Regions from separate parts of the Oryctolagus cuniculus genome. Here region 1 is linked to region 2. A link is a contact called in public Micro-C data. All regions are on one chromosome and are shown on one strand. The core of a region is the stretch at or near the end of the contact, and the rest is flanking DNA. Distances in the headings are between cores, read along the strand shown. Region 1 holds the start of ATP8B2 (ATPase phospholipid transporting 8B2). Region 2 overlaps IL6R (interleukin 6 receptor).

Region 1 (5,776 bases), core at 2,676-5,175, 98 kb before region 2:
CTTATCTTGAGACTGGGACTTCGAGAACTAATGTTATCTGAAGCAGGTACTTCCCTCCACCTGTGGCATGGGTGGATGCCAGCCCCTGGCCGGCAAGTGGACGAGGGACAGAAGACGTAGAGCAAACTCCAGGCTCTGGCTGCACACATAGCATGCCCACGTACGCCCGCCCTCCCCTGTAGCCCTTGCACGTGCACAAAAGGCTATGTTCTCCAGCCCACACACGTGTGTGGACATTAGCTGCAGTTCGGGAGCCGAGCTAATTGGTTTTAAAGTCTCTTTCTTATCTTTCCCCTGGTAGGCAGTAGCTGGGCAAGTAGCAGTGTGGCTCTGCAGACAGAGGGAGCAGTCGCTGCGACACGGCTGTCCCCACCATGGCCTTCAGTCAGCTCCAGGCAGAAGTCAGGGACCACCTGCGGATCCACAACCTCCTGGCCCGACAGTGCCTGGCAGAGTTCCTGGGTGTGTTTGTGCTCCTGGTATGCAGGGGCGTGGGGGGAGGTGGACAGAGGTTTCTGGATCCTGCTGGTCTCCTGCCAGCCTCTGTTTTCCATCTTTCACCCACTTCCCTGTCCTCTTCCTCCTCATCTCTCCCCCTTCCTCTCCTACTTCCTCTCCCTCTCTCTCTTTCATTCCAGTCCCTTCTCCTTTCTCACTTTCCTCCCCTTTCTCCTTCCTCTTCCACTTCTTCCATTTCTGTTTCCTTTCCTCTTTTGCTTGTCTCTGTTCCCGCCTCTTGGCTGTTCCCTGAGCCGTCCCCGTCTCCCTCTCCTGGGTCCCGTGTTCCTCCTCTCTCCTTTCCCCCACAGCTCATCACCCAGGGCAGCGTGGCCCAGGCTGTGACCAGTGAAGAAAGCAAAGGCAACTTCTTCACCATGTTCCTGGGGGGCGCTCTGGCCGTGACCGTCGCCATCTACGTGGGCGGCAACGTCTCAGGTGAGGAGGGTGGTGCGTGGTCATCGGGGAGGGCAGCGAGTGTACGTGAGCGTGGGAGTCTGGTGGCGGTGGTCACAAGGCACATCCCTTGGTGACTCACGGACATTATCTCCCTAAGCTTTGCCAGTGCCCTCCCTGGACTGAGATACGCCTTTGCCCTCACCCAGCCCCTCCCCTTTCTGTATCTCTCCAATCCCCTTCCTCACACTGATCCCAGGCTCGCTTGGGAGGAATCTAAGGCAGGGCATTGAAGTTAAGTGCTATCCTTGTGTGCCCCTGCAGCCCTCTGGGGCTCCTGTCTGCCCAGGACCTCACCTGCTCCTTCCCCATCACTCGGGGCATCAGCCTGTCTGGCTGGAGCCTGAGACCCGGCGTACTGCAGCGGGAAGGAGCAGACAGGCCCAGGCGCACTGTGCGACCCCGCTGAGTCACCTACACTCCTGCGCCTCAACCTCCGAAGCTCTACGATGGAAATAACATTGTGTGCCTTGAGTGTTGTGGGAAGCAGCAGCGGCATGGCAGCGCCACTTAATGGACGCTGGTTTTCTTTCTTGTTCCTTCAAGGGGCCCACCTGAATCCGGCCTTCTCCCTGTCCATGTGCCTCCTGGGACGCTTCCCCTGGGCCAAGCTCCCCATTTATATCTTTGTGCAGCTGCTGTCTGCTTTCTGTGCCTCGGGAGTTACCTACTCCGTCTACTACGGTAACAGAGGGGGCAGGGGCGGGGCACCTGTGTGTGGGCGGGGGTGCCTCGGGAGGGTTTGGGTGAGCAAAGGTGGAAGCCTGGCTGTTCGTCTTCCCTGAAGATGCCCTGCAGAACTATACAGGTGGGAACCTCACAGTGACTGGTCCCAGGGAGACGGCCTCCATCTTCACCACCTATCCTGCCTCTTATCTGTCCCTGAGCAACGGCTTCTGGGACCAGGTGGGTGTGAGGCAGAGACCTTTGGGATCCCAGGCTACTACCGTCTAGGGGAGACCTTTGTCCTGTCCCTTGGGACCCCAGCCTACTGTCCAGGCTCTGGGTGGGATGTGGGGTGACAGTTGTCTTGGCACCTGCCCCGCTCCCCCTCCTCCCACCCCCAGTCCCAGCTGCCTAGGTTGGATGAAGCCGGATGACATAGATCCCTTTACTTCCATCAACTCCAAGGTTCTGGGCACCAGCGTTCTGATTGTGGGGCTCTTGGCCATCCTGGACAGACGGAACAAGGGCGTGCCTGCCGGTCTCGAGCCAGTGGTAGTGGGGCTTCTGATCCTGAGCATTGGCTTATCCTTGGGTGCCAACTGTGGGTACCCACTCAACCCTGCACGGGACCTGGGCCCACGGCTCTTCACCTATGTGGCTGGCTGGGGCCCTGAAGTATTCAGGTGAGAGAAGCAGCTCCTGGTGCTGTGCTCCACTGCCCTCCCTCTGCTAATGGCTCTGGCCCTGGTGCCCAGCTCTCTCCTCTTAGCACAGTATCCCTTCTGCAAGCCCACACCCCTCTTTAGAGACCCCTTTCTGCCCTTTGCAACAGAATGCTAAGATCCAGAGGTTGTGTTCTTGGGCCCGTCATATTATCTTTCGGGGCACTAGTGACGTCATCAGCAAATTGCGTATAGTCAAGAACTCCCTATGGCGAGAGGCTGGACCAAGCCCTCCTGGGGTTCCCTCCCTAAGTGCTATGCTTTAGTGTTAAGAGATTCTCTTCCCGGTGTCCCTCCCCCAGAACTACCACTGCTAGTTGCTGTCCTTGGGGAGAGGGGCTAAGGGAGCCACCCCTTATATCTCCCTTTTGTCTTTTGCTGGCAGTGCTGGCAACGGCTGGTGGTGGGTGCCCGTGGTGGCCCCTATGGTGGGGGCCGTCCTCGGCACGGCTGTGTACCACTTGCTGGTGTCTCTGCACCACCCGGAGGACTCAGAGCCAGCCCAGGAGGCGAAGCCTGCCCTACAGACTCACTCGGTCCAGACGCTGGAGTGTAAGCTGTGACCATGACAGCCCTCGCCTACCTGGAAGGCCACTGGGGACAGCCACCCAACTTGCCTGCCAGCCACACGGCCACTCTTCTTTATGCCAGATTCTCTGTGTACCCATCCGGGCAGCCCTTCCTCCTCAACCGGGAAAGATGCCAGACACGGGCGGACTGCAGGCAGACGAGGGTCAGGAACTCACGCCCCTCACCCCTGGCCCCACGAAGGGTATTCTGACCCTCAGGGCCTCTAGGAACGCAGGAGCGCCCAGCAGCCGCCAGGGGGCGCGCGCCCGGGGTGCCAGCCTGGGGGACCCCACGGGGCGCCAGGGCCCGATCACCTAGCGCGGGCCCGAACCCTGGGCACTTCCCTCCAAAGCCTGGGCCCGACTGCACCTCCCAGCTCTCGGAACCTCGGCGCCGCCCGCCGTCACCCTCACGGGGGCGCCTCCCTTACGCTGGGCCGCCCGCAAAGGTAGCCGAGGGTGAGGCACTGCCTCCACCCAAGGGGCGTGGTGCGGGCCGAGCACAGCCCTCGAGCCCTCGAGCCCTCGGAGACGGGCAGAGAAACTGAGGCACAACTCGACAGCTGGACAATCGGGGCCGTGTCGTTCAGGGAGGGGGTGCAGTCCAGTGAGGCGATCCAGGGCGAGGAGAGAAGGCGAAGGGAGTGGGCGGTGGCCCCTAGGGGCGTGATTCCGGGAGCGAGGGGAAACCGGCGTGGAGGAAAAGCCTCGTCGTTCACCGCGTCCCCAGCCCTCACGCCCCCCCTCCCGGGAACGTGCTTTCCGCAGGGAAGGCGGCGTTCTCCCAGTCCCTTCCCTCCGAATTAAACAGAACACCTCGGCGCTACCTGGCCTCGAGAATCGTTTGTTTCAGCCGCGGGGAGGATGCGAGGGCTGGGTTCCCGGCCCTGGAGCTCCCCGCGGGCCGGTGAAGACCCTCCCCCTGCCCCGCACAAACATGGCGGCCGCCGCCTCCCCTCCTCTCGGCCCTCCCCGAAACCCCCTCCCGCCCCCCGCCCTCTGCTGCCACTTCCGTCACTTCCGCCCCGCCGTGGCCGAAACTGACACAAAGTAGCGGGCCGAGGCCCCGGGGGGAGCGGGGCCGCAGCTGGGGGGGGCGGGAGCCCGCGGGGAGCCGAGTCGAGCGCCCCCCGTCCCAGCCCCCGGCATGGGCAGGACGGGGCCGCCGGGGCGGGCGCCGAGCGCCGAGCGCTGAGGTGAGGCGAGGCGAGGGGAGGCGAGGCGGGGGCAGCCGGGGAGCGGGGCCGGGAGATGCGGCCGCGGGCCGGAGAGACCCTGGTATCGGGAGCTGCGGGGATCCGCGGCGGGCAGTGGGCGACGAAGGAAAGGGGGGTGTCTGGGGGAGCCGGGAGGCTGTGGGCAGGGTGGGCGGAGAGGGTGCCCGCGGGGCGCGTGGAGAGCCGAGGCGAGGTTTCTGCAGCAGGGACGGAGGGGTGGCCGCCTGGGGGATTGTGTGCGTGAGAGCGGGAGTCCGGGTCCCCGGGGGCCGGGAGCCCGCAGGAGGGAGCGTGGGGCAGGCAGGCGCTGTGCCAGAGGAAAACCAGGGGGGACCAGGAGCTTTGGCAGCTCCGCGCTGTGGAGTCTTGGGTTCTGCCCATGGCCGGCGAAGGTAGCCTGGGATGGTGTTGGTTGCTTGCGCCTTGGATTCCATGTCCTCCTGTATCCCTGACCGGCCAGCCTCCGCTGAAGGAAGAAGTCTTGGTTGGAAAGGAGAAGGGGCCAGACCTAGGGGAGGAGCTGCTGTCCTCCATGGAGCACTGCCTCTTCCCGGGACTGGCTATTTTTATCCTAGATGTGGCTGCAGAGGGGGCTGGGGCTGGGGCAGGATGGCCAGGCAGGGCGACGTGGCCGATGGGCTTGACTGGTTCAGAAAACCCAGGCTGGAGGAGACTGCGAAGGAGACAGAGGGGGTCCTGGTTGCCAGGTCTCCCCCTCCCTTTCCCTTCCTGTCACTGCCGCCCCCCCCGGGGGGGGGGGTGGAGGTCTGGGGCAAGCCTGCTCTCCTCTTCCCCCGGGGTCTTAGAGGTGAAACAACTTTCCTGGTCGGTGTCCAGACTCCAGACTCCTGCTGTCAGCTCTTTCCTCGAACTCAGACCCAGGCCTCCCAGGTCCGAGTGTGGCTTGGGGCCCCCCTCCCCCTGGTGGGATGGGGTGACTTGTGATGCCTACCCCTGCATCCTCTCCTTGAACTCCTCCCTCTGCACCCCACCCTCCCATGACTCAGACTGCAGACTGGGTGGAGACCCTGGCCGGGGGCCCTGGAGGAGAGCTTGGCATCTTTCAACAAAATGTGGGTGAGGGATTTTCTTCCTGAGCCTGACACCTTGCCGGCCGTCACCGGGGAAGGGCCACACTGGAAAGGACTTCTGGCTTTTCGGTGCTGCCTGCGCTGGGGAAAGGAGAACTGGTGTGGGTGACTGGGCCGTGGCCAGAGTCTGTAATTACAGAGGCTGGGCAGACAGGCAATTAGTATCTTGGGGCTGGCCGGCTGGTGGGGTGCGCCCTGTAGACTGGAGACAGAACCAAGGTGGGGGGGGGGGGCAGAGACCGCCTTCCACTAAAAGAAAGGAGGTGACTGGCTGGCAGTTTCCTTTGGGCAGGGTTGAGGCTCTGTGACCCTGCCTTGTAGGCCAGGCCTTACAGCTCTTTAGAGGAAAGAGTACATAGGAAGGTGGAAGGGAGCAGAGCCTGCCTAAGTGATGCTGCCCCCGTGCGCACCCGGGCCATACTGCCTGGACTGGGCTTGAGGTGGGAGAGAGGAGGGGGACTCCCTGCCAGGGCTGGCCCAGAATGAGAGGAAGCCATTTGGGGACAGGCTGGCAGGAAGTGAAGGCTGCGCTCACAATGTGAGCTCCCTTGCCGGAG
Region 2 (5,695 bases), core at 1,292-3,791:
TTGTCCATCCAGTGAGCTGTTTTGGAGACACTGCCCTGTGCCGGGTGCCTTGAGAGCCCCTGGGAGGGCCACAGTGAAATCCACGCGTGTGGATTTGAGGGAGCTCACTCCAGTGATGCAGCTGGAGGAGTGACCAGGGAGGCCATCACTGGCTCCCGGGGTATGGGTGGGGACCTCGCTTCTCAAAGGAAGTGACCTTGGCTCATCTGAGACTGGGGGGAATAAAGGGGGCTGCCAAGGCTGGGAGGGAGAGAGCATTCCGGGGTCGGAGTGTGGAGAGCCTAGCGGGAGGGAGTGTGGCACCTGGGGTTCCTGGATGAGCTTCATGTGGGTGGGCCTGGGCGCCACGCGGTGGGGGCAGACAGGAGAGGACGCCCAGGGGACAGCTGCGCTCGGGTTCCTGGTGATTGCGTCGGAGCCTCTTTGATGTCATCTTCAAGGGAGCTGCCATTGAAGAGGTCCCCGAAGCCTTCGGTGTCTTGAGTGCCCTCTGTGCTTCGTAAGGACAGACAGAATGCCACCAGAAAGGCCCCCAGAAAGTGAGGGGGCAGCCCGAGTCTGGCCAAGGGGCCCAGCACCTCTGGGAGGTGGAGTCCTGGGGTCCACCTGCTCATGCCAGCGGCTCTCCTGGAGTTGGCTTTGGCCAGAAAGCCGGCAGCCCTGCCCAGTGCTAGTCAGCGGAACCGCCTCCTTCTCCAGGTGGGGGTCCTGTGGGGCTTGTAGTTTTTATAACGATTTATGCATTTATTGATTTATTTGAAAAGCAGAGTATCAGACACACACACACATGCACTTAGAACTGTCCATCCACTGGTTCACTCCCCAAATATCTGCAACAGCCAGTCTGGGCCAGCCAAAACCAGGAGCCAGGAGTTTCATCTGGGTCTCGCACGTGGGTGTAGGGGTCCAAGCACCGGGGGCATCTTCTGCTGCTTCCCAGGCCATTAGCCGAGCTGAATCCGGGGCGGAGCGGCAGGCGCGGAGCCAGCTCTGACGTGGGGCGCCGGCGTCACCAGCAGCTGCTTAGCCTGCTGTGGCTCAGCACTTGCTCCTCTCTGGGCCTTTGATGGCACCTGCTGAGTGGTTTTCTTCTGCTTTTTCTACCCCTTTTTCTCCTCCTGCTCATTCTTCTTTTTCCCTCTCAGAAGATGATTCCTCCCCAGTCCCGCTGTCCACGTTCCTGGTGACTGGAGGGAGCCTGGCGTTCGGGGCGCTGCTCGGCGCTGGCGTTGTCCTGAGGTGAGTTGGGTCCCGGGAATGGCCAGTGGGGTCTTCCGGCCTCCTGCTGAGCTTCGCTTCGCCACGGAGTCGCCAGAGATGCACAGAGCGACCATTTGTCTGCTCATACGCTCATCAACAAAGGAGCCCAGGCACACATGCACGGCACCCAGTGTTGGGCCATAGTGCCATGCGGGTGCTGCGGGAGGCAACAGTGGACAGGATAGATGCTGTCTTATGATGAGGAAGTTGGGCCCTGAGGGGTGACGACTTGTGTGTCGAGAACCAGAGGAAGAGGAGCCCAGTATGTCCTATGGTTGAGAGGGTTTGTGCATGCCTGTGTGTGTGTGCATATGTGTATATGTGTGTGCATGTGTGTATGCATAAGTGTGGGTGTAGCAGTACCGGGGAGGCCTGGAAAGGGAGGTAAAGGCCTCTGGGCCTGTCTCGAGGGCAGAGAATGGCCGTTGCAGGGTTCTGAGGAGGCCTTGCCCAGCTCTGCCATCTTCCCAGATCATTCTCTGCGGTTCTGAGGCTGCATGTTACAGGGGACGTAAAATACAGGGGACGCCGGGAGCCCCCGTGTCTGGGCCAGAGATGACAGGAGCCTGTGCTAGGATGGTAGCGGAGGCATGGGGAACCAGGAGTAGACTCAAGGCTGACCAGAGGTAGAACTGGCTGGGTTTGGTGGCGAAGTGGAGGAGGAGGAAGAAGGAGAGGAGGAATCGGGGTCCTGGCCTCAGCAGCAAGGCCGGGATGGGCAGCCGAAGGGACAAATCCGAGGGGCGCTGGCATGTAGGGGGAGGGCCTATGACGGGACCCCAGGGGAAGCCAGCGGTGGGAAGCTGTGCGGGGGAGGTGGGAGAGTGGTGCTGTGAGGACCGGAGTGGGGGGTGCACCACGAGGATGGCCGTGCTCTCTTCCACGGGCCACACTGCCTGAGAAGCAGTGCACGGAGAGCACGCACACACTCAGATCTGGGTGCCTGCCATGCAAGATGTCCCTAAGAATGTCCACCTAGAGATCCCAGCAGACCCGCGGGGGGCGCCCGTCCCCATGCTGCCTGCAGCCGTGGTTCACGGTGGCCGGGGTCCCTGTGTTCCTGGGCTTGCTGTCTCCAGAAGGGCCAGCCTCTAGTGAAGTCGAGTGGCCAGGAAATACTGCAGATCCCCAGAGGTCCCGTTTCCCTGCAGGAACTGAAAGTTTGCATAAGCTGAAGCCCTGGAAGCAGCCAGGCGGGGCCTCGGGCAGAGTGAACTGTAAGGAGACAGGAGGGGAAGCCACGCCCCTTCCTTCCCTTCTCTCACCTGCCTGCTGCTCGGTCTTTGAGGGTGTTTGGGAGGGAGGAGTAGGAACTGGGCAGGGAGCTCTCCTACTCCCAAGGGTGGTCTGGGGTTGGAGGATTAGCAAGAGGGCCAGGCCGCTTGTGTTCAGGGCTGTTCTGGCTTTGATATTTCAATGAAGTGGTCCACACCCAGGGGTGTGCAGGAGGTGGGGAGGGGGGTCCTGGGAGGGAGTGAAGCCTTTTCTACCCTCAGGCCAATGAAGGGTGGGGGGCTTGTCCACACTGGGGGGATTCCTGGCCTCAAGGCAGGCAGGTGCCCCCGCCTACTGCTTCTGGCTCTACATGACCAGGGCCCCCAAACAGGCCTTTCCGTAAGCTGCCACAGACCTTGCGCAGCGGAGAGTGTGATTTAGTAAAGAGAAAGAGGTGGAGTTTTACAGCCAGGAAGGCCAAGGCCAAGACTCAAACCCACAGGTCGCACTCTTTGGGTGGGGCCTCAGGCGTCATCTTCTTTAGTTTTGCAAACGAGGAAGCAGCTCCAAAAGGTAAAATGACTTGCTCAAGGACTGGCAAGAGCCTGGCCTAGGGCGTCCACTGGAGGCCGGTGCAGCTGCTGGCGCCCTCTTGGTGTCTGTTAATCACTAACAAAAGCATTAGGTAGGCGGCAGATCTAGTTTGCTGTTCTGCGGATGATGCCTGAACGCTGCTGGTTGCTAAACAACCAGAGTCCCTGTAGGCACAGGCAGGGCAGTGCTCCGGGCTGAGAACAGCCAGCAATTTATTTCCTAGCCTGCTGAGTTTCCATTTGCTTCCATATAAGCCAAATGCATTTGGAAAGAGGCCAGTCATTTCGAGTGGTGAAAAACTTCTCTATTCCCCAAATCCCTTCTGTCGAGAAGAGGGGATGAAGTCAGAGAGACTGTGGGAATCTGAGGGTGCCAAGACAGCCGAGCCGCCCAGCCACTGGGATGGTCACAGTTACACAGGCAGAACGGGAGATGCACGGCCATGTTCGTCCTGGCGGCCCTGGTACCTGGTCCCTAAGCATAGTACTTTCCTAAATATGTTTCCAGCAATATTGGTGATAATTTTACAATTTTTTATCTGTTTTTAAAAGAGTATTCTTTAAAAAAAAATTTCAAATTTATTTATCCTATTTGAAAGGAAGAATAGAAAGAGAGAGAGAGAGAGAGAGAGATCATCCACTGATTCACTTATTTGAGAGGCAGGGTTACAGACAGAGAGAGAGACAGAGAGGAAGGTCTTCCATCCACTGGTTCACTCCCCAAATGGCTGCAATGGCTGGAGCTGAGCAGACCAGGAGCCAGGAGCTTCTTCCTGGTCTCCCGTGTGGGTGCAGGGCCCAAGCACTTGGGTCATCCTCCAGTGCTTTTCCAGGCCATTAGCAGAGAGCTGGATCAGAAGAGGAGCATCCAGGACACAAAAGAGCATCCAAATGGGAGGCTGGCACTGCAGTCGGAGGCTTAGCACAATGTTTGCCCCTGAATCCTCCCTTTTAAATTTAGCATTAGAACATACTAGTTTTCCACAATACGTAAACACCACTTTCATCAGCTATAGACTTCTCTGTTCCGTAGAGTTTACCCAAGTTCACTTAACCAACGTCTCACCACGAAGCATTTGGGCATTGTTTCGCTTTTATAAACAACCCTGTGTTGAACATCTTTTGCCTAAAGTTTTTTTCCCCATAGCTGTGTAGTTTCTTTAGAGTGTATTTCCGGGGGTGGGGTTCCTGGACCAGGGAGTCTGATTATTTTGCCACCCAGAGTACAATGGGCACTTTCACCAGGGAGAACTGCATCCAGTCAAGGACGCCGCGGAGCTGCAGTAAGCACCCCTGCTGGGCCCTCTTCCTAGTGGCCAAGTCCTTAGTAATGTTCTACAGATTGTTTATTGCATTTGGAGAGCAGGCCAAGAGCCAATGGCAGATTTGGAGCCAGCTATCAATTATGGATCATAACAAGGACAGGAATAGCCTGCCGATATAAAAAAGACATCCAAGGAAAGTCCCCCAGTCTTGTTTTTGACATCGGCTTCCCCTCGTGCCTCACGGCCCTTCCCGGAGTCACTGACCGGTGAGGGAAGCGAGAGGAGCACCTTTCTCCTGCTGTCGGGGGAGCAGGTGGGGGAGGCGAGGCCCGGGCCCCTCGGGAAGGCGCTGTGGCTGTACCTTTGAAGATTGGTATCATCTCATGATCTCGCCTTCCTTTCAGCTGTCAAGTGACTTCTCAGTTACCGAGTGCTGGCTTTGGGCCCAGCCCGATCAGAGAGATGTCTATCTCTTTCCTGTTTAACGTGGGCTTTCCTGTCAGATGAGTCAGCCCGTGTCCGAGGGTGCCCCCGGCTGGGCCTGTGAGCACTGACCGTGTGCAGGCAGTGGATGCAGGGGTGTGGGCAGGATGGGCACAGGAGGGCTGCGGGGAGGCCATCACAAATCACAGGCAGCGCCTTTTTTTTATTATTATTATTTGAAAGGCAGAGTGACAGAGAGACAGAGCAAGCTCCTCCATCCACTGGTTCACTCCTCCATCCACTGGTTCACTCCTCCATCTACTGGTTCACTCCCCAGAAGGCTGCAACAGCCAGGGCTGGGCCAGGAGGCTGGAACTCCACTGGTCTCCCACATGGGTGCAGCGGTCCAAGCACTCGGGCCCTACTTTCCCAGGTGCATTAGCAGGGAGCTGGATCAGAAGTGGAGCAGGCGGGATGCAGGCTGGCTCTCCTATATGGGATGCCGGGGTCACAGGCAGGGGCTTCACCTGCTAAGCCACAACGCTGCACCCCCACTTTTAAGCAAATGAACTTGGGGCTGATGTTGTGTCCCTGGTGAGCACCTCTGGAACAGGCCAAGTCAAGGACCTGTCATGTTACTTTGGGGTTCCATAAAGGGATACTCACAGCCTGGGTGTGCCTCAGTTTCCCCATTTGTAAGTTAGACCAACTGCACACGCCTGTTTTCTTGGGGGTATTTTTGAGGCACCACCTCTTCAGTGCATCCCTGGTGACAGCAGCTGATGGGGTAACCAGTTGTCACCCCTTGGGTCCCAAGCCTGGAGCGCCAGGCCCCTGGGGCCGCCAGTCGGGGCACTAACCATCCTCATGGTTTGTCTTCTTGTGTCTGTGTTGAAGGTTCAGGAAGATGTGGAAGCTGCGAGCTCTGAAGGAAGGCAA

What was found. A called contact is a pair of places that touch in the nucleus more often than the background predicts.
Region 1: a Micro-C map of ear pinna shows a contact between it and region 2, with 2.8 times the contacts expected there. The contact joins the promoter of ATP8B2 here to the enhancer-like site in region 2. A contact is called at or near these places in 2 of 6 Hi-C or Micro-C datasets (ear pinna and an unstated tissue).

What each region holds. Positions count from the first base shown.
Region 1 is chr7:44,101,258-44,107,033 of mOryCun1.1, reverse strand. ATP8B2 (ATPase phospholipid transporting 8B2) reads left to right here and starts at 3,925. Exons shown (of 29, transcript XM_051858641.2): 1 at 3,925-4,107. It overlaps AQP10 (aquaporin 10), which reads left to right and starts at 333. Exons shown (of 6, transcript XM_008264381.4): 1 at 333-479; 2 at 810-936; 3 at 1,501-1,638; 4 at 1,742-1,860; 5 at 2,086-2,303; 6 at 2,728-3,737. The coding sequence starts at 375. The coding sequence ends at 2,905.
Region 2 is chr7:44,001,622-44,007,316 of mOryCun1.1, reverse strand. IL6R (interleukin 6 receptor) reads left to right here. Exons shown (of 10, transcript XM_051858640.2): 9 at 1,149-1,239; 10 at 5,654-5,695. Among named protein-coding and RNA genes, the nearest start is that of SHE, 35 kb to the right of the region's middle. Within about 2 kb of position 2,541, at least 2 of the 8 cell types and tissues checked have an H3K27ac peak or open chromatin away from gene starts, as enhancers often do. A contact at or near this core is called in ear pinna, where this site is marked.